Linked DNA regions of Sus scrofa: all the other regions are linked to region 1. The links are chromatin contacts, called in public Hi-C and HiChIP or PLAC-seq maps. All regions are on one chromosome and are shown on one strand. The core of a region is the stretch at or near the end of the contact, and the rest is flanking DNA. Distances in the headings are between cores, read along the strand shown. Region 1 holds the start of TMEM168 (transmembrane protein 168). Region 2 holds the start of IFRD1 (interferon related developmental regulator 1). Region 3 overlaps LOC102164930 (a long non-coding RNA gene). Region 4 holds the start of GPR85 (probable G-protein coupled receptor 85). Region 5 holds the start of LSMEM1 (leucine-rich single-pass membrane protein 1).

What was found. A called contact is a pair of places that touch in the nucleus more often than the background predicts. HiChIP or PLAC-seq counts read pairs in DNA pulled down with a chosen protein or histone mark.
Region 2: a contact with region 1 is called in a Hi-C map of liver, with 12 times the contacts expected there. The contact joins the promoter of IFRD1 here to the promoter of TMEM168 in region 1. A contact is called at or near these places in 1 of 47 Hi-C or Micro-C datasets (liver) and 2 of 2 datasets of contacts at active chromatin or transcription factors (alveolar macrophages and skeletal muscle).
Region 3: an H3K27ac HiChIP or PLAC-seq map of alveolar macrophages shows a contact between it and region 1. The contact joins the enhancer-like site here to the promoter of TMEM168 in region 1. A contact is called at or near these places in 2 of 5 promoter capture datasets (fetal liver and liver), 5 of 47 Hi-C or Micro-C datasets (embryonic fibroblasts, fetal skeletal muscle, heart right ventricle and 1 more) and 2 of 2 datasets of contacts at active chromatin or transcription factors (alveolar macrophages and skeletal muscle).
Region 4: a contact with region 1 is called in an H3K27ac HiChIP or PLAC-seq map of alveolar macrophages. The contact joins the promoter of GPR85 here to the promoter of TMEM168 in region 1. A contact is called at or near these places in 3 of 47 Hi-C or Micro-C datasets (embryonic fibroblasts, fetal skeletal muscle and fibroblasts) and 2 of 2 datasets of contacts at active chromatin or transcription factors (alveolar macrophages and skeletal muscle).
Region 5: an H3K27ac HiChIP or PLAC-seq map of skeletal muscle shows a contact between it and region 1. The contact joins the promoter of LSMEM1 here to the promoter of TMEM168 in region 1. A contact is called at or near these places in 4 of 47 Hi-C or Micro-C datasets (embryonic fibroblasts, fetal skeletal muscle and skeletal muscle) and 1 of 2 datasets of contacts at active chromatin or transcription factors (skeletal muscle).

What each region holds. Positions count from the first base shown.
Region 1 is chr18:32,926,998-32,929,738 of Sscrofa11.1, reverse strand. TMEM168 (transmembrane protein 168) reads right to left here and starts at 1,398. Exons shown (of 5, transcript XM_003134765.6): 1 at 1,174-1,398.
Region 2 is chr18:33,219,593-33,222,333 of Sscrofa11.1, reverse strand. IFRD1 (interferon related developmental regulator 1) reads left to right here and starts at 1,363. Exons shown (of 12, transcript NM_001007519.1): 1 at 1,363-1,652. The coding sequence starts at 1,562.
Region 3 is chr18:32,638,085-32,640,825 of Sscrofa11.1, reverse strand. All of the region lies in intron 2 of LOC102164930 (a long non-coding RNA gene), which reads left to right. Among named protein-coding and RNA genes, the nearest start is that of GPR85, 28 kb to the left of the region's middle. Within about 2 kb of position 1,370, at least 7 of the 83 cell types and tissues checked have an H3K27ac peak or open chromatin away from gene starts, as enhancers often do. A contact at or near this core is called in alveolar macrophages, where this site is marked.
Region 4 is chr18:32,665,971-32,668,711 of Sscrofa11.1, reverse strand. GPR85 (probable G-protein coupled receptor 85) reads right to left here and starts at 1,381. Exons shown (of 3, transcript XM_013985697.2): 1 at 1,045-1,381; 2 at 1-590.
Region 5 is chr18:33,189,586-33,192,326 of Sscrofa11.1, reverse strand. LSMEM1 (leucine-rich single-pass membrane protein 1) reads left to right here and starts at 1,417. Exons shown (of 3, transcript XM_003134769.5): 1 at 1,417-1,684. The coding sequence starts at 1,558. It overlaps LOC106506809 (a long non-coding RNA gene), which reads right to left and starts at 413. Exons shown (of 3, transcript XR_002340212.1): 1 at 1-413.

The DNA of each region.
Region 1 (2,741 bases), core at 149-2,648:
CTCATTTCTTTTTGTTTTTTTTTTATTTTTTAATAATGATTTTTATTTTTTTCCATTATAGCTGACCTTACTTATTTCTTAACACTTTTCTTCTTGAACTCTGTATTACAGCCATACTGACCTTTCAGTTGTGAACTGCACTAATGCTATTCCCTTCCAGGTGCACTCCTTTCCCTCCTCCTGGCCCCACCCCATTCCTCACACCTGGCTCTTTCCTCCCTTCAAGTCTCCGCCTAAACCATTTTCTTAGGGTGATCACCCTAAACCCATTTATTTGATCCCTGTACTTGGTCTCTGAAAGTCTGTCTTCAATACTGTACATCCACTGTTAAGCAGAAAGTTTGGTACCAAGTATCTGTTGAAGAAATAGGGACTTATACAGAAATAACTATTTCATAACAGTGCCAGCTATAGAACACATATTAATAAGGAGAGAATAAACAAGTTTTCTAATACCCCACAGTTAAGAAGTGACAGAGCTAAGGGAGTTTCCATCAATGTTTTGTTTCTCTGTCCGCCTTACTCCAGCCTTCACTTAACTCATCCAACTTCCCCCAAACCAACAAGTTCTCTTTCTGTCCTACTTCGGGAGAAGGGTTTACTGAGTCCGAGACACACTCTATCACGTGCAACATTTTTTGACTCTGAAACGATTTCCGTCCCATCTATGCGGAGTGCCAAAAGTTGAAAGAAGCTACTGTGCACGGAGTCGAGGAACTCCAGTGCTTTGCTTCTATGAATTCATGATAATAACTCTTTGGACTCATCTCAGACAAGAAGAATGGCTCCGTGAACATTAAATTCCTCAGCAATAGGGCAGCAACTGCAATTCTTCTTCCATTCTGCCTCCTCCTAACAAGATGTGGAAGGCCCAAGAAGGAGCCTGGCTGTCTTCTACTTTGGGAGAAGGCAACCAAAACTGGGCGCTCAGCTGACTGGGGAACCACTCGCAGCTAACGAGAGGCGCCCAGCCTTCCATTCTCCACCCCTCACCATCGACATCTCCTCGGGCCGGTATCCCTATCCCCGCCTCGGGAGGCCGGCTGGGCGGAGCTTGGGACCTGCACCACGCGGAGCCCTGGGCAGTATCTGTGCCCAGGTCTCGCCAACCTGCCGATGACCCCCTTGGGCCCCCTTCCTGACTCGACCGCCGCCACCAACACTCTCTCCTACCTCGGAGTCGTCTCTGGGGCCAACACGGAAAAGGGAGAGATTTAGGGCTGAGCCCGCTACTCGGAGCAGGGAGGCGACACGCCAGGGGAGGCGACGGCCCGAGGCTGCACGTTCTAGCACAGGCCCCTCTCGTCGGAAACTTTCTCCACGACCGGCCCGGCCACGGCCGCCATGTTTCCGCCGCCGAAGCCGCGACGGTACGGAACGCCGCCGGGGTCAAGCCGCGCGACGCGCTTCCTCCCGGAGACCCGGCCCAGGCCCGGCCCCCTCCCCGCCCCCGCGGCGGACCCAGGGGCGCGGGACGCTGAGCGAACGCTTCTGGCCTTACCTACGGCGCCAGCTGAGCCGGTGTTCCGAGCCCTGGCGAGACCTGAATTCCGCGGGAAAGCGGGAGCTGGAAAACCGCAAACGATCTGGCCGACCGTGTCCATCAAGCATCTAGGCCGCCGCCTCGGGCTGGACCGAAACTGGGACAGGACGGGCGGGCTACTTGAGTACTGTAAATACTGCAGGAGGCGTTGCTGCTCTTTAATATGTATCGCATAATCTATGCCTTTGTGTCCGCGGTCTGGCTAAAGCTCAAGCTCCTTAGGCTCTCCTTCAGAGCCCTTCATGCCTCCTTTTCTTATTAAGACTCCCTTTAATACACCTCCCGGTCTTGACTTTTACCCACTCACTGGCCCCGCTTCCTGAGGGTCCTTCAGATGCCGGGGTGATTCTCATTTGTATCTAAAACCTACCGAATGAACGTCAGGGGATGTTTTTCGGAAGCAGCGTTTCACAGCAGCTGTGGAGCTGATGGTCTTGGGATTTGAAAGGCAGTTTCTCCGCTTTCTAAGGGCGACCAAAATTTCTCCATCTAAAAAATAGTAATGAAACCTTGCTTGCAAAGTTGTGAATATTTGGTGACACACTGTTGTTTTTTTTGTTTTTCTGGCATCATTAAAAAGTATGAATTCTCCCTCCCTCTCCGAGAAGCCCTTTCCTGCCTGCCAGCCGTCTGCCCCCACTATCATTTCCTACTATTTATAGCATTTAGGAGGTCAGTCTTTCTGAACTCCAGTCTCTGCATATGAAAATAGAATGCTAATACTGCCTTACAGAGTTGTGTAGGGATTAAATGAGATGATGAATGTAAAAATTGCCATATAACCTTTACATAGCTTAACCCCTTTGGCATAAAGCTCAAAATCTTTATACAAGTACAGACAAATTGCTGTGTCTTCTACTTCCTTTTTACCTTTAGCTTAACTTGACCTCTCGCCACATTTCCCCAACTCTGTGCACTCCAGCCTGTTTCAGTTTCTCCAGCTGCAGGACACGTCCAGTTTTGCTTACCATTAAGTTGGCCTAGCATAGTGCCTGACATATAGTTGGCACTTAAATCTTCATTTAAAAATAAAAAGCACAATAGGTCCCCAACAATCACTGGTTCTCTTCTTCCACTAATTTTCTATTAGTGTTGTCTATATTCTTATCCTATTTCCTCTAATATGAATTTTTTAATTTTTCAGTTAATAAATGTTGGGGGGTTGGGGTGGGCAGCACATTTATAGTGATAAAGCACT
Region 2 (2,741 bases), core at 114-2,613, 290 kb before region 1:
TGTGAATTAGTAAAATAGGGATACACAAATAAATCTGGCAACATTATTATGCATGAAATATGGTGAAATGACTGGCAAGATCCCTTAAAATGCCCAGGCACCAGCTGAGGTCATGTGTGACTGGAAAAGAGCACATGAACTTCAGAGTTTTATGGTAATACTGATGGTTTTAGGGAAACCATGTATGAATTTGAGTCTTTGAATCTGGACATATGGGAAGATAGTAGTACTGTGAACATACACAAGGAAGGCAGGAAGAGAGAAATACAGTATTAGAGATGGTGGATTGAGGTGCATATGGAACATGCAGGTGTAAATGTGCTACAATGCAATTGAAAAGAAAATAAGAGAAGGAGCTCAGGAGAGAGGTGGAGTGGGGGATGAATCACCTACACTGAGGTGAATCAGTCACTATGGTCTGTCATAAGGATATGAGCTTAATAACAGGTCCTAGATACCTGACGAATGCAACAAGGAAGACAGAACTCTTAGGAGCACCTGGGAAAATAAAAAACACTGCGATTATTGGTATTCATAGCCCATGTTTGTTTTATCAGCTGTTAAGTTACCCAAACCCAATTCTTATCCCAGGCTGACCTCCTAACTGGCAGGCAGAATTGTCAAAAGGACACATTCTTGTACAGAAACCTGAATCGCCAGATCTTTCCGGTGCAGAATAGACGAAACACACGAACTACACGACTAAGTAGATTAAAGCACACCTTTCTGAAGGTTTGGGGGGCACAAGAGCCCTGAACCACAATTCAATGGTAGATACTGATGATCGCTAAACTAATAATTAAAAGACTAAAACCATGGGAACATTCCTAAGGAGGGGGTATGGCTGTGCCGGGGCAGAGGACGCAGGCAAGTAGGGGAAAGGTGAAGGAGAAGAACACGATCCTCTGGAGACAGACCAGCCACGCGGATTGCTTAGCTCCCAGTTGGAAGCGGGCTGTCGTCATCCAGCATACCCGCGGCATTGCTCACCATCCATGACCACCTTCGTCAATTCCAAGGCGGGGCTGCGGGGAGAGAAGGGAGGGGTTACGGGAAGGGAAGTGCGTACAAAAGCCAGTTGGGAGGAGCTGGGAGCCGGCTCCCCCGTGAGACCACATTTCCCAGACTTCAGAGCGGCAACTAAGCCTGGCTCCCTGGGCGCCGCTGGAAGACTTGTGGCATGGGATCGGTAGTCAACATCCTTCGGCCGCCCGAAGTAGACTTCGGTGGGGGGATCTATAGGGATTGGCTAGTGAGAGTTCGAGTCCCGCCCATATATGGTGACGACAGGCAGCTGTCTTGTACTTAAGGCGTCGTGGCCGCGACCGCCCCGCCTTAGCTCCTGCGCTAGAGAGAAACATGTATCGTTTCCGATCACAGCTCTTCACGGGGATTTCTGCTGCCGCCACCGCCCACTCTTACCCGCGCCGCTTCTCGCCTCTGTTGTTAGCCGAAGAATCGCCTCTCAGCCGCCCGCCGCACAGACGCACGAGTAAAAAGTGCAGCTCCATTGGCTGATCCTCGCTAAGCTCCGAGTTTAGGCGGCACCGGGCGTCCCACGATGCCGAAGAATAAGAAGCGGAACACACCCCACCGTGGTGGCAGTGGTGGCGGCGGCTCAGGGGCAGCCGCAACGACGGCGGCGACGGCAGGTAGGAGGGTATCCCCGCCACCGGCATCCCAGTTGCCGGCCGGGCTAGCGAGTCTCTTAGTCTTGGGCCCCGTGGGAGTTGTAGTTCTTTTCCTCTAGACGTTTGCGTCGGCGGGGCGCCTGGCGTGCCGGGGGAACTACACTTCCCAGTGTGCCCCGAGGGCCGTACCTCGCGCGATTTGGATCTGGCGTGCGACCCGAATTCTTGGGCACCCGCCTTGGGGGCAGGGAGGGGACGAATGGGTCCTTGGGATTGAGAGTGGGTCAGGGTCGAGGGTGACCGGGAGCTGGGAACTGTTCTCAAAGGCTGGTGTCTGTTCTCTAGATCACTCCCAGACGGAGGGGGCCAAGCTCGGAGTTGTGTCCTGCTGTCACTGGTCGTTTTTGACTACCCGGCTCCAACATGGAGTTCTCGGGAATGCCAAACGTCCGGCGGGTTTGGACCGGCTCTTGCGTCACGCGGCCTGGGCCTTGCGCGGTAGGGCAGGCGTGACGTGTAGGCGCCCGTGTGGCATCCCGTTCCGCTGCCTTCTTGCTCATCCCGCGTGTCCACGTGGCCCGGCGGAGATGTCGGATGCTGGGGGCCACTGTCCCAGCTTAGGCTCTGCTCCTACCCCTCCCTGACCCCGAGCCCCCAGCTCTTCTGTGACCAGTCGAGGTGACCTCTTGCTTCCCTGAGCCGAAACCTCGTCCTCCTTTGTGCAGTATTCTCTAGGTTCTCTGCTGGGAGCCCGTGTTAGGCGGGGGTGGGGGGTTGGGGGGTGGAGAGCTCAGATTGCAGTTGGCCAAAAGTTTAGGTTTTTGTCTTCTCTTTGCAAAGCTGAAGCTTTTCCCGGATGGGTAGGTGCTTACCTGAATTAATGATACATTATTCCTCACTGTACGGTTAAGAACAACGGACTGAAAGCAGAAATTCCTACGAGACACCGTACTAAAAACTAGTGTTAAACTGGGTAAAAGTCATCTCATTTAATCCTTTTTTGAGACTTTGAAATTAAATATCGGAATATTCTCAGGTGTTATCATATCGGAATACTAGCCATACAAACACAATATCCACTTTGACCCTCAGAATGTTGTGCAAGTAAAT
Region 3 (2,741 bases), core at 121-2,620, 290 kb after region 1:
ATTAAATGAGTTAATTTCTGGAATTATTGACTAGCATGTAGTAATCCCTCCTTAAATATTAACTATTGTTACTCTTTACTGTTAATCAAATCCATGAAATATGGGGTCTCCAGGCTGTAGCTTCTCTCCATTTTGAAAGTGCTGTTCAGCAGACAAACATGGTAAACAGAAAGTGTCTGTGGAACTCTTGGATACAGAGGCGATTTTAGGCTTCCTAGGCTGTGAGTTGGGAGACGACTAGAAAACACTTCCCTAGTATTGAGGCTGTTTGTTGCCTTGATGGGATTTTACTACTTAACTATTTCATACCCACTGGTGGTTATATTTATGTTTAAAACATATTCTCCATTCAGTTATTATCATAACAGTGATTCTTTATATTGGGTCCAAAGAGTTTTGAAAATAAGATTGAGAGGGTCTAGATATGAGTGAATAGCTCTAAGAAATCATTCAGCTGAAATGATCTCTAGGGAACCCCCAAGAAAACCCAAAAAACAAACTCTAATTCCTTTTTAATTCTCTTTTTGATTAGAGCAGCTAATCTATAACTCTGCGTTGCTTTTTCTATAAAGTGCGGCAAAAGAAAAGGCAGCATTAGAAGCTTTGCTAAAAGGGAATTATGATAATCGAACGTATGTTATCAGAGGAATGTATTATTCTTGATAGCTATGGGATAATTAATTGCAGAACTTGCATGATAGAGGAAATACTTTTTGTCTTACCCCTAAGAGATGGCATTCCACTCAGTGTTGAGCATAGTACCAAGATTTTAACCTTACCTCTTTGGCCTTCAGTAAGGTTCGCTGTTTGAAGAGGATAAACGTTATTCTTACAACCCCTACTTAGAACTCATTTGCTTATACTAATGGATGAAGGAGTCCTGTTTTGCCAAATAGCTTTGAAAGCTCCTTTTTTTTTTTTTTTTTTTTTTTTTTTCTATTTGAAGTTAGTCTTGTAAGTCAAGGGTCCTATAAATGGTTTTAATTAGTTTATAATCTATACTGTAGTTGGAAGTGTCAACCCAGGGTTTACTAGAATTAAGTGATGTAGAAGCAGATTTCTGGAATACAATGAATATAATAATCTCTCCACTCCTTTGATCTGAAGCTGCTTTTTTAATTTTTGATGTGCCTGCAAACCATCTTAATGAACTGTGATTTTCATGCTGTAACTCAGATGTTTTGTCTAGATCACTGACCAGGATGATGACTGCTATGTTGTACATGTATAGTCCCTCTTCTAAAAGAGGTGATCTTTTCTAAGCAGTGCTAGAGAGATGAGCAGCTTATTCTGTGTTGAGCATCTGCCAGCTACAAGTTCTGCCTCTCAGCATGTCTGGTAGCAACATGAACCACAACTCTTCTGAAGCAGTTCCACATTCCATTTCCCTCCTAAGCTGTCTGAATGCTTCTGCAGCCTTCTGCATGGTTCTTCTTTTGGCATTAAGTATCTAGTGTTATCAAATCCAGAATTTAGTCTTTCGGTTCAGGAGAATCTAAAATTACACCCTTCTTCACTGAAACAGAGATCACTGGTAGCCAGTGATACTCAGAGACAAAGAACATTATTTTAGACACTTATCTGAGTGGTAGAGGGCCAAACTTCCCAAGTCAGTTGTTTCAGAGAGGAACAAAGAAGTGGCTTCTGCTTATTTTTTAACTGGTGAAAGTGAGTCATTGGTAGGCCCTTCTGGGATCTGTCAGCAAAGACAGGATAGGCTGACATTAAGATTTTGTACTGACTGCTTTTGGTCAGGGAGTTCATAAAATCCAGACTTCTTCATTAGCAATTGAGCCAAGCCAAGTGAGTGGAGACATTTTATTGGAGTTTCACAATTTGAAAAGACCCACTCAGAGCTAGTCAGTGTTTCCTATCAATAATAGGACATTCATCCTTGAGACTGTTACATTAGAGCTAACTAATCATTAGGCTAATAGGTTGATAAGTTGGACTTTCCAGAACTATGTAGCTGCTAAGACTAAATACTCTGGTGCCAGTATTTTACAAACATGTATGGGGAAGCTTCAGAAGGTCATTTTTGACGTGATTCCAGATACCACCTAGAGGCCATTGCCGATGTAGCCTTGATTTCCACTGATGAACCTTAGTAAACCGTGGGGATCAATCACACACATAAGCCCATGGCTTCTAGGAAGCAGGAAACACATGCTCAGGCACTGATGTATTCAAATTTTACATTGCTGGGCTTCCAGGATGTGGCTAAGAATACTTGGATGGGACAAATTTTTAGTTTTGAAAAGTTGTGAAATTATCTTTTTTTCTAGTGCTCTATCCATGGTGATGGACTGATTAAAAACATTGGCTTAGGAGATGTCTTCAGTTGGCCCATTTCTGCCACTAACTCAGTGAATTTGTGCAAATTATCTATCTTCTCAAAACTAGAGTTTTCTCATCTGTAATGAGAAAATTGCCAATCTTTGTAGGATTCCCACAGTAGATTAAATGAAGTGATACATAAAATGCCCAATATGGTTAGTGCCTAGAACTCTCATAGATATGAGACTAGCTGATCGGCTAATATTTAAGTGCTATACAAGGAAATTTAAAGTCAGGATTATCTTGCCTCATGGGAGGGTGGAAAAATATTTCTCATAAAAAATTTTTTCTTAGAAGCCATGGTTTCATGCTACATGGGGTAAGACTGATTGATTGATATTTAACCAATGCTTAGATAGGGTCAGGAACTATTCCACACATTAAAAATGTAAATCTCTTTTTTT
Region 4 (2,741 bases), core at 132-2,631, 260 kb after region 1:
CCGACAGACTATAGCTTCTTCTTTCTATAAATTGCTGATTTTTTTTTTGCCTTAGTGCCTTGACTGAGCATCCAGGCAGGGCTCGGCGGCGCCTGCGCGCTGGAGCCTCCTTGAGCTCCAGCCGCGTCCTCCCCTGTCGCAGCGGCACCGACTCCCCCAGTAACGCAGGGGCCCGCGCGGCGGCGGCGGCAGCGGTGTCGAGGGCGGCGGCAGGGGCTTCTTAAGCCTCTGTGGAGCAAACAGGGGCCCCAACCCGTTTCCAGAGCAGGCTGGGTTTGTTGAAAGTCCTGTCTTGTTGAACTGGCGAAATTGGGCTTTTGTCCCCTTGTGGCTGCTTCTGAACTTTTCCCTCTCTGCGTAGGAAGTAGGGGTTTGGAAAGGCTTGTTTAGGACCTCAGGCCCACCCTCTTCCCTTAGGGCAGCACACGATGGTGCCGCGGGGTGCCGCCCCCTCCTTAGCTTCCTGGAACCCTCGCTTTTCCCCAAGCATTTTCTTCCATGCTCTGTTAGTGTGGTCCAAAGCATTGAAAGCTTCTTTTAGGTTTCTTCTTTAATGATCTCTTCAGCTGACCCTTGCCTTTGCAGGTTAGCTGGGGGGCGGAGGTGTGTATGAGGGGGATGAGGGGAGAAAAAAAGAAAGAAAAAGAAAAGAAAAGAAAAGAAAAAGCACAGTCAGGAAAAATCTTGTCAATGGGGAAGAAGGGAAAGCAGGTTAGGGGAGCCCTGTCTTTGTTGGTAATCTTCTGTTCTCCAATGCACGCAGATATGCCTTAAGTAAGAAGAAGCTAAGTTCTGAGGACAACTGCAAAATGATTTATGTCCGTTCTGTCTTAACGAATCTGGCAATAGAATCAGGCTTACACAAATTTTAAATGACTATTCCTCACATTTCGCCCCGCTGAGCAACAGCCTTTTTCCTTTTTGCTGGTGTGGCTGAGCAAGAGACTGGAAATGTCAAAGCACATGTGTGTATGTGAGTTTCTTTCCCCCCTTTGTCGTTACAGAAGAAAAATACTAGGAATATAACGAATTCATAAAACTTACACCAGTCCAAAAGATCCGATGATATCACAAGACACCACATAGCCTGACACCTGGGTCCTTAGGGATGTCTCTGGAATCATACAGTTCTTTATTTCATCGTTTCCGAATAATTTTGTTTGTGGGGGGTGGTATAAGATTTTAAAGGACCACACTTCAAAAAAAAAAAAAAAAAAAAAAAAAAAAGACATGCTTTCATTAACTCCCAAAGTAGAACGTCTGCTTTTCCTCCTGCATGCTTATTGCTTTATAATAATCTGTTAATGAAACAGGAAAAAAAAAAAGATCTTTTCTACAGCAATAATTTGATCTCCAGACAGCAGTAAAATACCTCATTGCTGGGTGGTGAGATTGTGACATTCGGGGGAACTCAAGCCAATCAGCATACAGATAAAATGGGTTAATTTACATATTGTATTTCTATTGGACATACGGAGGTAAAGCTTTCTCTGTTTAAAGCTTAAAAATGAGTACTTCACTCTCATGATGTCACAGTCATTAAACAAAGCCCAATGTTGGTAATACTGAAATGATGATGTTACATTTTCCTTCCTGATCTGTTTTGGGATGTCCTAAACCCAGTTAAGAAAAACACATAATGATCAAATATATGTATATTAAATGCCTAACTTTGGCATTCCCTTAACCTAGAAAAATCAGTTCTACAGCAGTACTGGAAGTAATTTGAAGGCATTTCCATTTGAGGGAAATATTCCATATTTTTTCCAAAGAAATAAATTCAGAAGTACTCAAAACTATACAGTGGTTTGCAACTTGTAAGTAAAATGTCAAATTCATTTTTTGTGGAACTACAAATCAATTTGCTTTCTTTTATTTCCCAATTAGTGTCCAAATGTACTTTGCAAAGAGTTATTATTTCCTGAAATTTTACAGTTAAAAGAAATCTATAGAATAAGTGACTTAAGTTTGTTAAATTTCATGATTGTTCAGTTCTTCAGTTGTATGGATTAGGGAAAAGCTATTTAAAAGTAAATTAAAAGGGTGACTGCATGGCCTAACCATGAGGCAATAATTTACTCTGCCGAAAGGTATAGGGAGAAGATCCAAAAATTAAAATATCCTTAAATTTTAAGAAGCAGGGATTGATTCCTTAAAAACAAGGGAGGGGATAGTGTGTGTAATATTCTTTCATGCTCACAATTCAGGATATACTAGAGCCATTATTTTCCTTTGTAACTGTGTGAAGTTACATCCACTAGCTCTTCAGTTTTCCCAGCTGTTAGATGAGAGTGTCATTTTCTTGCCTCACAAGGGGGTTTAAGAAATTAATGAGGTATTTTACATTTAGTTCATTAACTACTGGAGAAAACACTGAAGTCTCTATCTTCCATCAACCAGAATTTTTAGAAATTATTTATTATATTAATAGACAAAGGCTTGATATCATCTACAAGTTCTAAAATGTAAAATTATTGCTTCAAATTGTATAGATCATAACCTTATTTGATCATAGCTAATTTTTTTCATTCCTTATATCACTAAACCTGGAAAAGTTGACTGTCAGGTTAAGAGTTAAGAGACAAAGCAAACCACAAAATACTATACACCCTGGATTCGAAGGGTTCTAAAAGTTTGAAGAAGTCTAAGGGTTTTTAAGCTCTTAGCATATCACATTTACTATTATTGATTAGTGGTTTAGGAAAACTGATGTAATCTGCTTTATTTGGTTCTTGTAATAA
Region 5 (2,741 bases), core at 168-2,667, 260 kb before region 1:
GAGAATTTGATGGGTTTCTAAGGCCCCTCTGCTCTTCTTTTTATTTTAATCACTTAAAGTCAGTCCCTTAGGAATGCTCCCTGAAGTATATTTGGAATTAGGTAATATCAATGTCTGAAGTGCTTCAGTAGTATCTCATCAAAAATACTCAGGGGGTGATGTGTTCTTGTTAATTAAAATTTCTGAAGAACTGAAACACCCTTTAAAATTTTTTTTTTAACTTTGAAAAAAATTAACTAGTTCATTACTTTTTGAACTCACATTTTCTTAGGGTTCTGGAAGCATATTTTTTACACATGCTAGTAGGTTTTAGGTTTTACTGGGAAATTGCTGAGTTTCAAGATTTTATTTGTTTGTTTGTTTATTTATTGTCTTTTTAGGGCTGCACCCATGGCATATGGAAGTTCCCAGGCTAGGGGCTGAATGGGAACTGTAGCTGTCAGTCTACACCACAGCCACAGCAACTCGGGATCCCAGTCCTGATTTCGACCTATACCACAGCTCACTGCAACACTGGATCCTTAACCCACTGAACAAGACCCGGAATCGAACCTGCGTCCTCATGGATGCTAGTCAGATTCGTTAACTGCTTAGCCACAATGGGAACTCCTGAGTTTTAATATTTTAGAGTGCAGTTTAGTCTGTTTAGTAAATGGCTGATTTTTTTTTTTTCAGATCTTCTATAGGTGTTCTTATTTTTTTATTTCTGTATTTGGTTTCTCCTAACTCTGGTCATATTTCTGTTTATTCTGTAGCTGTGTATTAAAGGAAATTTTAAAAATGTTAAAGGAAGTAAATAAATAGTGTGTTGTCACATTAAAGGCAGGTATGAAGTTTATTACATTGCTTTTACTAAGATCTAGATATCACATGAGGCTCTTTACCTCAATTTTATTTGTCAGTGTACTATTAACTGCCTCCAATTCTTTTGGAAATAGGAAGATTTAAACCCTAAATAAAATATTTTATGTGTTCCACCTTAACATAAGTCACTGGCTTCTAGACCTTTATACTGCACAAAAGTACAGTTTTGTATTAAAGCCTCATCAGTTAGAACGGTTCTCAGTAATATTTTCTCCCCTCAGCATCTTTATGGCCACAGGCTGCCTCACTTAATTTTGTCTTTCTGGGTGTTTATGCATAGTCGTCTTGCACACAAGATTTGAGGCATCTCACTAGCGTATGAACAATGTGATAAAAGAGAAATATTGAAAAGTCAATTACAAAATTAAAAAAGAGACCCAAGGGAAATATAGGCAGAAGTGAGAAATCTGAAGAGGAAAGCACATATGCATGTAAGCAGAGTATTAAAGCATTAAAATGGGGCCCACGGCAGACGCTGAGCTTCCTGGCAAGCAAAGCAAAAACAAGAGTTGCCCCCACAAGGGAGTATTTTCTTTTGGACAAGCAAAGCTTTTCTGGCCCTTCATTGGGAAGTAATTCGTGTGGGTGGTTCTTCAAGTGCCTGCCCAGCTTCCTGTGGGCTGTGATCCTGGCCAAGTCCAGCTCCCCAGCCCAGCGTCCTGCGTTTAAGGTCCGCGTTTTCTTCCGGGGACAATGAATCGTTCTTCCCAGGACACCGGCTCTCGCGGCCTTCCTGAAGAAAGAAAGCTTTACGTTGTGGATTCCATAAATGACCTAAACAGACTAAACCTCTGTCCTGCCGGATCGCAGCATCTGTTCCGTACGTGAGCCCTCCCAGGCTTGGCGGCCCGTCCTGGCTTCTAGGCCACCTAAAAATAGCCACCGTCCAGCCAGACCTGTGGGCGTGGTGGGGGCTGGGTGGGCATTAGGACGGCTCCGCGTTAGAAATGCTGTTTCGTATTAGGCAATTTGTGCTTTTGTTTTCTGAATGCTTGCCAGGCTTATGGGCTTTCTTGGCTCTTGGCAAGATTTGAACTCTTGTCTGCAAAAGTCCCGAAAAGTCCCTGTGGCCTTTCTCCCCCTGGAAAGGGGTGGAGGCTCCCGAGATGGGCCCCCAGAGGCTCACTCATCCTCCTGGCTGCTTTCGTGCCTTCTAGTGACCACAGGCAGGTCACCTGTGGTGCCCGCTTTCCTAGAGAGGTCTTACTCGGAGCGGATTGCTGAGAAAATGTTCCACGCGTTTACCTAGTTTTTGAAAAAATCATTAGTTTTTTGGGCAAAAGAGTCAACTTTTTTTTTTTTTTTTAATTCGAAGATTGCCCCAATTAAAGTATTAGAAAAAAGAGGGGGAGACTAAAATGAAAATCTGTTAAGTACCAAATAACTTAATGTGGGAGTTCCCTTGTGGCTTAGTGTTTAAAGATTTAGCATTGTCACTGCTGTGGCTCAAGTTTGATCTCTGGAATGCTTGCATGCTGTGGGCGTGCTCCCGCCCCCCCAAAACCCAACAAACTATAAATGTATGTCTTGTCCCTTAAGTATTACAAATGAGTTCTAAGATTATTAGAACCCCATCTTTTCTAGCTTCAGTGCTGACTTTCCAGCACAGGTGATAAATGCCCCCTTGGTTTGTTTCGCGTACACTCTTAAACTCTTACTCTCTCAATTTATATCTATTATTCCCCTTCTAAATAATTTTTTTTTTTGGTCTTTTTGTCTTTTCTAGGGCTGCACCAGAGGTATATGGAGGTTCCCAGGCTTGGGGTCCAATCAGAATTATAGCTGCCGGCCTATGCCACAGCCACAGCAACTCGGGATCCGAGCCGCGTCTGGGACCTACACTGGATCTTTAACCCACTAAGCGAGGCTGGGGATCA